Linked DNA regions of Mus musculus: all the other regions are linked to region 3. Evidence: chromatin contacts called from public Hi-C and HiChIP or PLAC-seq data. All regions are on one chromosome and are shown on one strand. The core of a region is the stretch at or near the end of the contact, and the rest is flanking DNA. Distances in the headings are between cores, read along the strand shown. Region 1 overlaps Lonrf2 (LON peptidase N-terminal domain and ring finger 2). Region 2 has its middle 100 kb from the start of Gm34596. Region 3 overlaps Aff3 (AF4/FMR2 family, member 3).

Region 1 (2,788 bases), core at 115-2,614, 620 kb after region 3:
GATGCTCACAGCCATCTATAAGATGGAACATAGGGTCCCCAATAGAGAAGCTAGAGAAAGCACCCAAGGAGCTGAAGGGGTCTGCAACCCTATAGGTGGAACAACAATATGAACTAATCAGTACCCCCAGAGCTTTTGTCTCTAGCTGCATATGTAGCAGAAGATGGCCTAGTTGGCCATCACTGGGAAGAGAGGCCCTTGGTATTGCAAACTTTATATGCCCCAGTACAGGGAATGCCAGGGCCAAGAAGTGGGTGGGTAGGGGAGCAGGGCGGGGGGAGGGTATAAGGAACTTTTGGGATAGCATTTGAAATGTATATAAAGAAAATATCTAATAATAAAAAAAAAGAAATCCTATCTCAAAAATGAAGTGTAAACAACAGAAGACGACACCCAGTGTTTACCCCTAGTCTCTGCATGCACAAAACAGATCTCTGAGGAAGAAAACAGGGGCTGTGCTCTTCACAAGATTGGCTTTTTCTACTGGCTAATCAGAAATGCTTTACACCTTTCATGGTAAACCACAAGATAACTTATTGCTGGGAAGAGCAATCTTCACATCGGTAGCATATGCATCAGTGTATAAGTTATATATCATACATTTAGACCAATCTCTGCTTTCTTTTCTCTAAGATGAAATAATATCAGGTCTCCTGATGTTCTGTAGATGTTCTGAAATGTATGGAGATGTTTGGAGGGGCTCCAGAATTTCCATCACTGTCCCATTAGTTCCAATGACTTCACTTACAAGTTTTAACTAGTCACATGTAGCCCATGGGAGGCCATGACATGCAACCCAGTGGCAGACACATGCACTCCACACCTTAGGATTGTCTGCATTAGCGTGACCGCCTGCTTCTTCCAGAGGATACTGGGGATTCGTCTGGCCTTCACACAGGGCCTCTGGTCCAGTTTCAGTGGAAGATGTTGAGGTTTGGTGCTCACTTTCTGAAGTTGAAAAGAACACCTCACATATTACCTATAAAAATTTCAAAAACAGAAAACACATGGTCAAATACCCTGGAGGAAAAGGTCTCTAACACATTTTAATGGTTCAGTCAACAGAAGCCAATGCAAATTGTAAACATTTTGAAACCACAGACAGTATATTACTAACACTGCATTCCAATCCCTTTCCATCTGTCCTACCGAATATGAGCATCACGTCTGTCTTCTATCTGGTTCCTATGAGCTGCATCAAACCCCAAAGTGTCAAGGTTGAAGGCTGCAGAGTCTGCAGGGATCTCAGATTAAATCCAAGATGTCATTACCCACAGGACTGGGAATTTCTAGAGTGCTGCTCTGTTTATGGGCCAGGGAGCATCTGGTAACAGGCCAGAACTCAGGCTTAAGATTTATACACCATAATCAACCGGGGAAGGGAGGCCAGCTAGGTATTCTGGCTGCCAAGCCTTGCAGGCTCAGCTGAACCCAAGGGATTGATGCAAATGAAGAGTAGTGAACAGCACAGGAAAAAACGTAGACAAGCTCTGTTTTTAAAATCTCTTTCTTTGCTCTTCATGCTGCACTGTGAACATGGAGCACGGTGGTAAACAGCCTCTGTAATTTCAAGCAGTGAAGACTGGTCGGGATGTCAGTCACGGCATGGCTCTGCTACGGCTTCAGCAGAGCTGTGGGGGACAGGATTGCATTTCAGGCATATCAGTGGACTAATGTTAATTCCGTGATAAGGCATGTCCATCAGCCAGAGAATGCCGGAGGGGAGAAACATCACATGGTAAGCAGTACCAGGCAGACAAGAATCTACAAAATCCTGGGACCTGAGCATCCGTGCTCCATTTGAGTTTGCTCTGACTCTCACAGCAGCGGGGCGAGGGTCAGCTGGGAGAGACACACTTTCAGAGGAAGAGCTCTGTAGGTATGGTGAACATGATGGAGGAGCTCAGCCATGTGACATTACTGGCACAAGCTGCCACAGAGGCCAGAAACCTGACTGCAGCGCAGAGCAGCAGACACCAGCACAAGAAGAAATGGTATCTTCCCAGGAAGTTCTGCTTTAGACAAATCATGCCTATTTATTTCAGCTGACTACATTTCTAACAAGATCAGAGGGTATGGTCTTATGGGTAAGATGCAAGCGAATTTCCCAACGTGAACACAGGGGTGGAAAACTTCAACGTGTGGCAGCCAGATGTAGATGATGAAGCCAGAGGGTAAACGAGAAAGCTCACAGGGAGGAGACCGCAGAAACCCTCTTCTGCAAGGAAAACGTTCCAGAAATAAAGTCGTTCTTAAGGATCTAAGGCGGTTTCTCTCTCACAAGTGTGGAGGGGAAAACCGACTTGTGTTTTAAAGCGCCACAAAAGAAAATGTACTAGTCAGCAGAAATTATAGTGTAGACGTATTGGTAGCTGCTTCAGTGAAACCATGCTAACACAGGAGACACTGAAGGTAAACAAAAGCCCCCAGTCACTGGAAATGCTACATAAAGGCCATGAGTACTGTCTAGGCATTTGGCAAGGATGGATGGATGGAGTCCTACACTAAGTAGGATGCAATGGTGTATGTGTGCACCACACTGATAAAGCTCTGCTGCACGTCACAGGGGAAGTCTGTGGAGTGAACTGTACACATGTCTCAATGCCTCTTACTGGGTCCTTCACAAGCCCTAGCTAGGATCAATGCTCCATCTCCACAGCCTTGTATTGCATCGTGATTCTCCTGCCAATCTCTCATCACATCTGGGCTGTGTGTGCACTGCCTCATCAGATGCACTGCTGCATACTCAATTAGGAGTTATCAAATGGGGAGCCTATTATTATTACTG
Region 2 (2,967 bases), core at 345-2,844, 530 kb after region 3:
CCATTAAATTAGAGACAGTGTTGTATGACAAGAAAGATAAGTCTGTTTATTCCAAAGGAGCAGAGCAAATGAACAACTGTGGGGAGATGCTGGGATTACCATTTGGGCATTCCGACAAACAACAGCATTCATCACTACTGTTGCAAGCAAGGGTTTTGAGGGATAATCCAGTTTCATTGTCAAAAGTGATACTTTAATTACTATGTAAGAGACACTGATCGTTCCCTCTCTGTGTCTGGCGGATATTTCTGAAAAAGAAGAGAGGGAAAGACCAAGACCTGCTGCCTTGGCAGAAGCGTCCCTCTGGGTGACATTACCAGCCCTTCGGACACCAGGATGTGACTGCCCAGGCTCCTGCACAGGAGACCATAAAACAAGATTAGCTAACTACAGGAATGGCAGTGCAGGGCTTTGGTGCTGTGCCCAGCCACAGAGCATCCTGGCTGTCACTTGCATGTCCAGCTTATCCTCCTGCTCCATGGGTGCTGTCCTTAGCTGTGGTCTCACTAGGACAGAATGCCAGGATTCGCCTCCTGCCCCCCCACACCCCAAAATATTAGTGAGCAGAAGCCCAGCCCAGGAGACAGGGAAGTCAGCTGGGAAGCCCAGCTCTCCTCCCCACTTGAGCCTGATAAGTTTCACTCTGGTTAACCCGGCATGAACTCTACAGCACTTGTCCCAGAGGACCAGGAGGGCATAGTATTGAACAGCAGCTGTTTTGTCTGCTACTTTGTTTATGTGTCCTTTTGTTTTAAATAACAACCTGTCAAATTTTACCTAGCCAGAAACCGAAGCTCTGCCCTGAGCACACGGCCACAGTGAAGTGACAGGACAAGTTCTCTGCTGTCACCTTCCTCCCTTGAGGAATAAACACCCAAGCCCAACATGCATGTACAGGACTCAAACACGTTTCCTAGTTTTGCCTTTAAGCAAGCACACATGCACACATACATGTGCACAAGCACACACTTGTGCACACATACCACACATGTATATGTGCATGCACATGAGCACGCACACACACACACATGCATGCACGATCTGACAAAAGATAGCGTTAGCATCAATAACAACAGCCAATATTCAGGACAAGCTTAGCATGGAAACAGTTTGGGAGTCAGTATAAGCCTCCTCCAGAATACACTGCTGTCAAGAGAGTCAGTGTGCAGCAGTAGGTGCCAATCCTATTTTTATACTAGCCCTACTGAATTCTTGATATCCAGCAAAGAAGGGGGGAAATCACAGCTTAACATAAAACGGCAGATGTAACGAAACCTCACTAACAGCTTAGTCTCATAAGGAGACAGATGGAAAACTTCTCTCCAGAGATGGCTGCTTCTAGAATTCCAGAAGGAGCTTGGGGTGGATTGGCTGGTAGGAGGCTTCGAAGGAGCTCAGGTCTGAATTTCAATGAGGAGGGAACACTTTTTAGTTTAAATGCAAGATTTCAGTTATCTCTCTTTTAGGAAACAGGGAGATTACACCATGCATCGGTTTCATCTAGGACGGAAAAAGCAGCACTCCAAACCTTAGGCTCTCCCTCAGTGTCTGAGTCCAGCAAAGAACGGAAGATGCTGCAGGCTCTTTGTTTCCTATAGAGGCACCACAATGCCATCATCTGTTCAGGAACAGAAAGGAAGAACCTTCCAAGGTGTTATCAGGGAACCCAAGTGTTGGAAAAGAATTATTTCCATGATAAAAACACTGCTGGCTTTTGGCTCACAAATAGGTGGAGAGGCCAATACCTACTTTCCAGGGTCTCAGGGGTCCAGCATCACGAAATGCTATGCAGTCTGCACAGTGCAGAACACACAACAGACTGCTGCCGAGCTCTACGTCACAGAGACGGCCCAGACTCTGCAAGCCTCATTTTCCTCATGGGAAAACAGGCCAGACTCACACAAGGCACAGGCCATCTCATTTGTGCCAAATCTGGACCACTTGGCTGCCTGGACCTTCCCTTCCCAAGATGTCATTCAGGGAAGGACGGTAGGTCCTCTGTAAGAGCCGCAGACCTCGTCCCATCAACAAAGGGCTTCTCCTGTGGACTGTGACACCTCCGTGGTTTATCCAGTACCCATCATCCTGTCAACATGACTTCAATATTAGAATGGCTCCACAGTCCTCAAGGCAAAATTTGCATAATACCCTGGTTAAGGTTTGGGGACTGTCCAAAGCACATCTCTTAGATGACATTCTTTGGGGGATTTATGCTAATAGGTCGTCCAAATCTTCACCATAATTACAGGCCGTTGAATCCAGTGGCCTGGTTCCTCTAAAACCTAATTCACTTTTTATATGAATCATGCATTTCAAAACAATGAGCACACGCTTCTCCTGGAAAACGCTGCAGACAACGGACTGCTCCATCCTCCCCAGCACTGCTCCAGCCTCCCCAGCACGCCCACCTGACTTTTGGACCCACCACACACTAGTACAAATGACTCAGGGGCATGAACAGCCAAGTGCAAATTCCACATTTTAAAAGATAGACTAGGAAAAAGGTGAACTTCCCTCTGAATTCCAAGAAAGCATAGGAAATGGTATGTTGAAAGTACGTTGCTGGCCAGGCAATGGTGGCGTATGCCTTTAATCCCAGCACTTGGGAGGCAGAGGCAGGTGGATTTCTGAATTCGAGGCCAGCCTGGTCTACAGAGTGAGTTCCACGACAGCCAGGGTTACACAGAGAAACCCTGTCTCGAAAAACCAAAAAATAAAATAAAATAAAAGTACATTGCCCTCCCCCTTTAAATGAAGAGAGGCAGCACACATGAGAAATTAAGAACCAAACCCTGTGATCATGTTAGTTATTCTGACATCAGACTTGAGGATCATCCATGGGGAGATGCTGGAAGCGGGAGACGGATTCCTCATCTTTTGGTGTTTCTGTAACTGTGGCACATAGGTATGGGTAGTGATAGTGTTCCAGACAATAGAACATCACGTGATCTGGAAACGGGGCTTTGT
Region 3 (2,955 bases), core at 162-2,661:
GCTGTTTGTAGTGCTAGCTTTACAGAGCTGGGTGACAAACTCAGCTTCCTGCACGCCAGGCAAGTGTTCTCCCGCCTGCTCCCTTCCAGTCATCACTGTTGGTGGGGGATGTTAGGAGACTGGGGCTCCCAGGTGTTGCTGTCTGCACACACCCTGTTGAAGCAGCTAGACAGTGTTTAAGCAGTAAAGATCCCTACGCAGCTTTGTTCTTTGATGGATACTGACTGGAATCCTAAGGAGCTTGGAACTTGGTGTCTCCAGAGGGGAAGCACCCTACGCCGCATGCGTTTCTGACACCACTCAGAGTACCTTTCTCAGGCTGTGCTGGCTAAGGCAGGCAAGGTTTGAATCATTTAAGCAACTTTTATTGAGATGGAAAACCATCCATCTCACTGCTGTTCTTCTCTGCGTTGGATGTTTCAGCAATCGATTTTAGCAGGGCCTGAAGGTTTCAGTAAGAGAAGGATGTATCCTTTTCCTTCCATCCGACCTTTCTGTTTTTCCATCCATCAGAATAAAGTAGGGACCCAACCTGAATATGCAATGGAAACAGTTCCCTAAGAACAAAAAGGTGGGGTCCAGCTTTGCTGCAGCAAGGTCTCCCTCAGGACAGCAGTGCTGTGGAAAGGTCCCCAGAGTGCCCTGCCTATGACAATAGGGCCTATGCAGACATTCTACTTGTTTCCTTTGATTAAGTCATGCTGTGGGAGATTCACCCTCTCATATGCAGGAATCTTCCCTTCCTCTATAAAATTAAAATCCTTTTAGCTAGGAGAGTGCGCCATGTAATTACCTTACACATGGTAAGCCCCAGTCCCTTCCTGCCATTCACACTTACCATGCTCACGGCCTTCAGTACTGCGTGTTCCAGGGAGCCCTCATTCAGCTCAGGAGGGATAGCTAGCTCTGCTTCTGCTCCTGGCATCATGGGGACAGATGGGACATTTGGTAGATGGGCTGGGTGCTCTGGTCGTGACCGCCTCTTCCATGGAAATACGGGCAGAGGACAGTACATCCTTCAGAGAGCAGCAGGCAGTGCTGGCCTCCAGCCCCACTGGCTTCTAACACAGCAATACGGCTGGCAGGAGCCGGGCTTCATTCCTAGCCAAGCCTTTCACCATGTAGCTCCATGAATTCAGTATTTCTGGACTGAGGCTTCCCATGCCATATCTCTCTCAATTCTCCCCGGCCAAAGCTCCCTGTCACTAATTACAACACCAAATAATACACAGCTCGCTGCTTTGCACTAATAAGACCAGCATCTAAGCTGCGGGTTGAACCAAGCACCGCCGCTCCTTGATATAAATTCTCGGATCCTGTCTTTTCAAAGAAAAGTCTGTTTTCCACCTTCCTCCTGAGGCTGTGGAGTAGTAATTGTCCCTGCTTTTCATGCTTTTGTGGAATGTCAGGGGAGGAGGGGCTGTCAGACTGCTGCTAGTCTGCGCCTGCAGCTTACCAAGAGCAAGCCGACCTTGATTCAGGTTCTAAAATAAGAGCTAACCCCTTCAGTTCATTTGCATCCTCAGAGCACTAACTGCTGCTTAATTGGTAAGAAACATAGGAAGTGAGGTGTGGAAGGCATGAATCTAAGCGCTCTTTCATGCAAGTTTATGGGAAAAGAAAGAAAGATGGAAAGATCCAGGCCCTCCCCTGGGAAAGGTATTTATAAGTCAGCTATATTTATTCAGCACCCATTCTTGACAGCCTGGTGGCTTCAGTTGTCTGAATTGTATGTTTATTCAACCATTAACAGTATTTATAATACAAAAGGATGAATTTCCTTTTTTAAAAAAAGCTATGTGCAGGGGAGTCGTCCCCCTCTGTGGAGAAGGGGAGAAGGGTGGAGGAGGTCTGGTGAGAGCCAGGACCCAGAGGAGAGGGAGAGGGGAAGATGTGACTGGGTTGCAAAGTAAATAACTAAATCAAGGAATGAAACAAACTAACTAAGCCAGAGTGTGGCACCTGTTACTTTTTGGATCTTTCTAGTTGTTTCCTATCAGCTTCTCAGTGGCTCTGCCCTAATGATCTGGCACCCTCCCTTTCTTCTCCTGGCAGCTTTTCTGTTCATCTCAGGCCCCATTGATGCCCCAGTGAAGATAAGCCAAAGAAAGTGGAAGGGGCTGAGGACCTTCTTGACCAGGAAGCTGCCAGGGCAGAAAATGTCAGGTAAAAGAGGAAGAAAAGGAAGTGAGAGAGGAGGAAAAGGAAGTGAGAGGAGGGAAGGAAAAGAGGAGGAAAAAATCCAATGGGAAAGGGGAGGGCAGGAAGGGTTTATTTGCATCACTCGCCTAGGGATGGTACTGCCCATAGTGGGCTGGGCTCCTACACCAACGGACACTCAAGAGAACGCCCCATAAACATAGCCTCAGGCCATTTCTTATGGAGACAGTTGCTTAACTGAGGTTTCCTCTTCCCAGATGTGTCAAGTTAGAACTAATTATGACAGAAGGGAAGGAAGAACGGGGGATGTGGGAGTACACATGAAGGGGGAAGAAGAGGAAAAGCTGATGGGAACTAAGATAAGGAACTAAGAGGGAAGAGAAGGGGCGGGAAGAGGAGCAGGTGTGACCATAGTCACAGTAGTGGTGGTTGTATTGGTCCACCATGGGCTTCTCTCCTCTGACTCTGGAGAATAACAGAATGAACTCATCAGTATATCCTGGCTGTTGCCTGTACCTGGCACATAGTAGGTGCTTTGTATATAGCAGCTGGGTGTGTAAGACATTTTGCATGTTAGGTGACTTTGGTCTCTCGAGGGACAGCTATTTTCATGGCTTAAAGGGAGAGACAATGTTGGTTCTTGGCCTTTCGAGTTTTTAGACTCTTCCCACAGCTTTCTTAGGCCAGTGGCTGTTTCTGTTGTGTGTTTATTTTTCTAACAGAGATTGCAAATCATTTGGGGGTAAGTGGACACTCCTCTCCATGCAGGGGGGTGTGGAAGAGTGCTTTTCCATT

What was found. Hi-C and Micro-C count contacts between places; a contact is called where the count stands out from the background. HiChIP or PLAC-seq counts read pairs in DNA pulled down with a chosen protein or histone mark.
Region 1: an H3K27ac HiChIP or PLAC-seq map of VIP interneurons shows a contact between it and region 3, with 11 times the contacts expected there. The contact joins two enhancer-like sites. A contact is called at or near these places in 4 of 115 datasets of contacts at active chromatin or transcription factors (VIP interneurons, embryonic basal ganglia and embryonic stem cells) and 1 of 9 other capture datasets (macrophages).
Region 2: a Hi-C map of cortical neurons shows a contact between it and region 3, with 2.0 times the contacts expected there. The contact joins two enhancer-like sites. A contact is called at or near these places in 1 of 15 datasets of contacts at CTCF or cohesin (the NIH/3T3 cell line), 2 of 484 Hi-C or Micro-C datasets (cortical neurons and nephron progenitors), 3 of 115 datasets of contacts at active chromatin or transcription factors (embryonic basal ganglia, embryonic stem cells and stem cell-derived neural progenitor cells) and 1 of 9 other capture datasets (embryonic stem cells).

What each region holds. Positions count from the first base shown.
Region 1 is chr1:38,815,142-38,817,929 of GRCm38.p6, forward strand. Lonrf2 (LON peptidase N-terminal domain and ring finger 2) reads right to left here. Exons shown (of 12, transcript NM_001029878.2): 4 at 824-979. Among named protein-coding and RNA genes, the nearest start is that of Lonrf2, 20 kb to the right of the region's middle. Within about 2 kb of position 1,365, at least 22 of the 459 cell types and tissues checked have an H3K27ac peak or open chromatin away from gene starts, as enhancers often do. A contact at or near this core is called in VIP interneurons, where this site is marked.
Region 2 is chr1:38,729,002-38,731,968 of GRCm38.p6, forward strand. No RefSeq gene overlaps it. Among named protein-coding and RNA genes, the nearest start is that of Gm34596, 100 kb to the left of the region's middle. Within about 2 kb of position 1,595, at least 15 of the 459 cell types and tissues checked have an H3K27ac peak or open chromatin away from gene starts, as enhancers often do. A contact at or near this core is called in cortical neurons, where this site is marked.
Region 3 is chr1:38,199,015-38,201,969 of GRCm38.p6, forward strand. The region is part of intron 15 of Aff3 (AF4/FMR2 family, member 3); the gene reads right to left. Among named protein-coding and RNA genes, the nearest start is that of Gm16150, 19 kb to the right of the region's middle. Within about 2 kb of position 1,412, at least 40 of the 459 cell types and tissues checked have an H3K27ac peak or open chromatin away from gene starts, as enhancers often do. A contact at or near this core is called in VIP interneurons and cortical neurons, where this site is marked.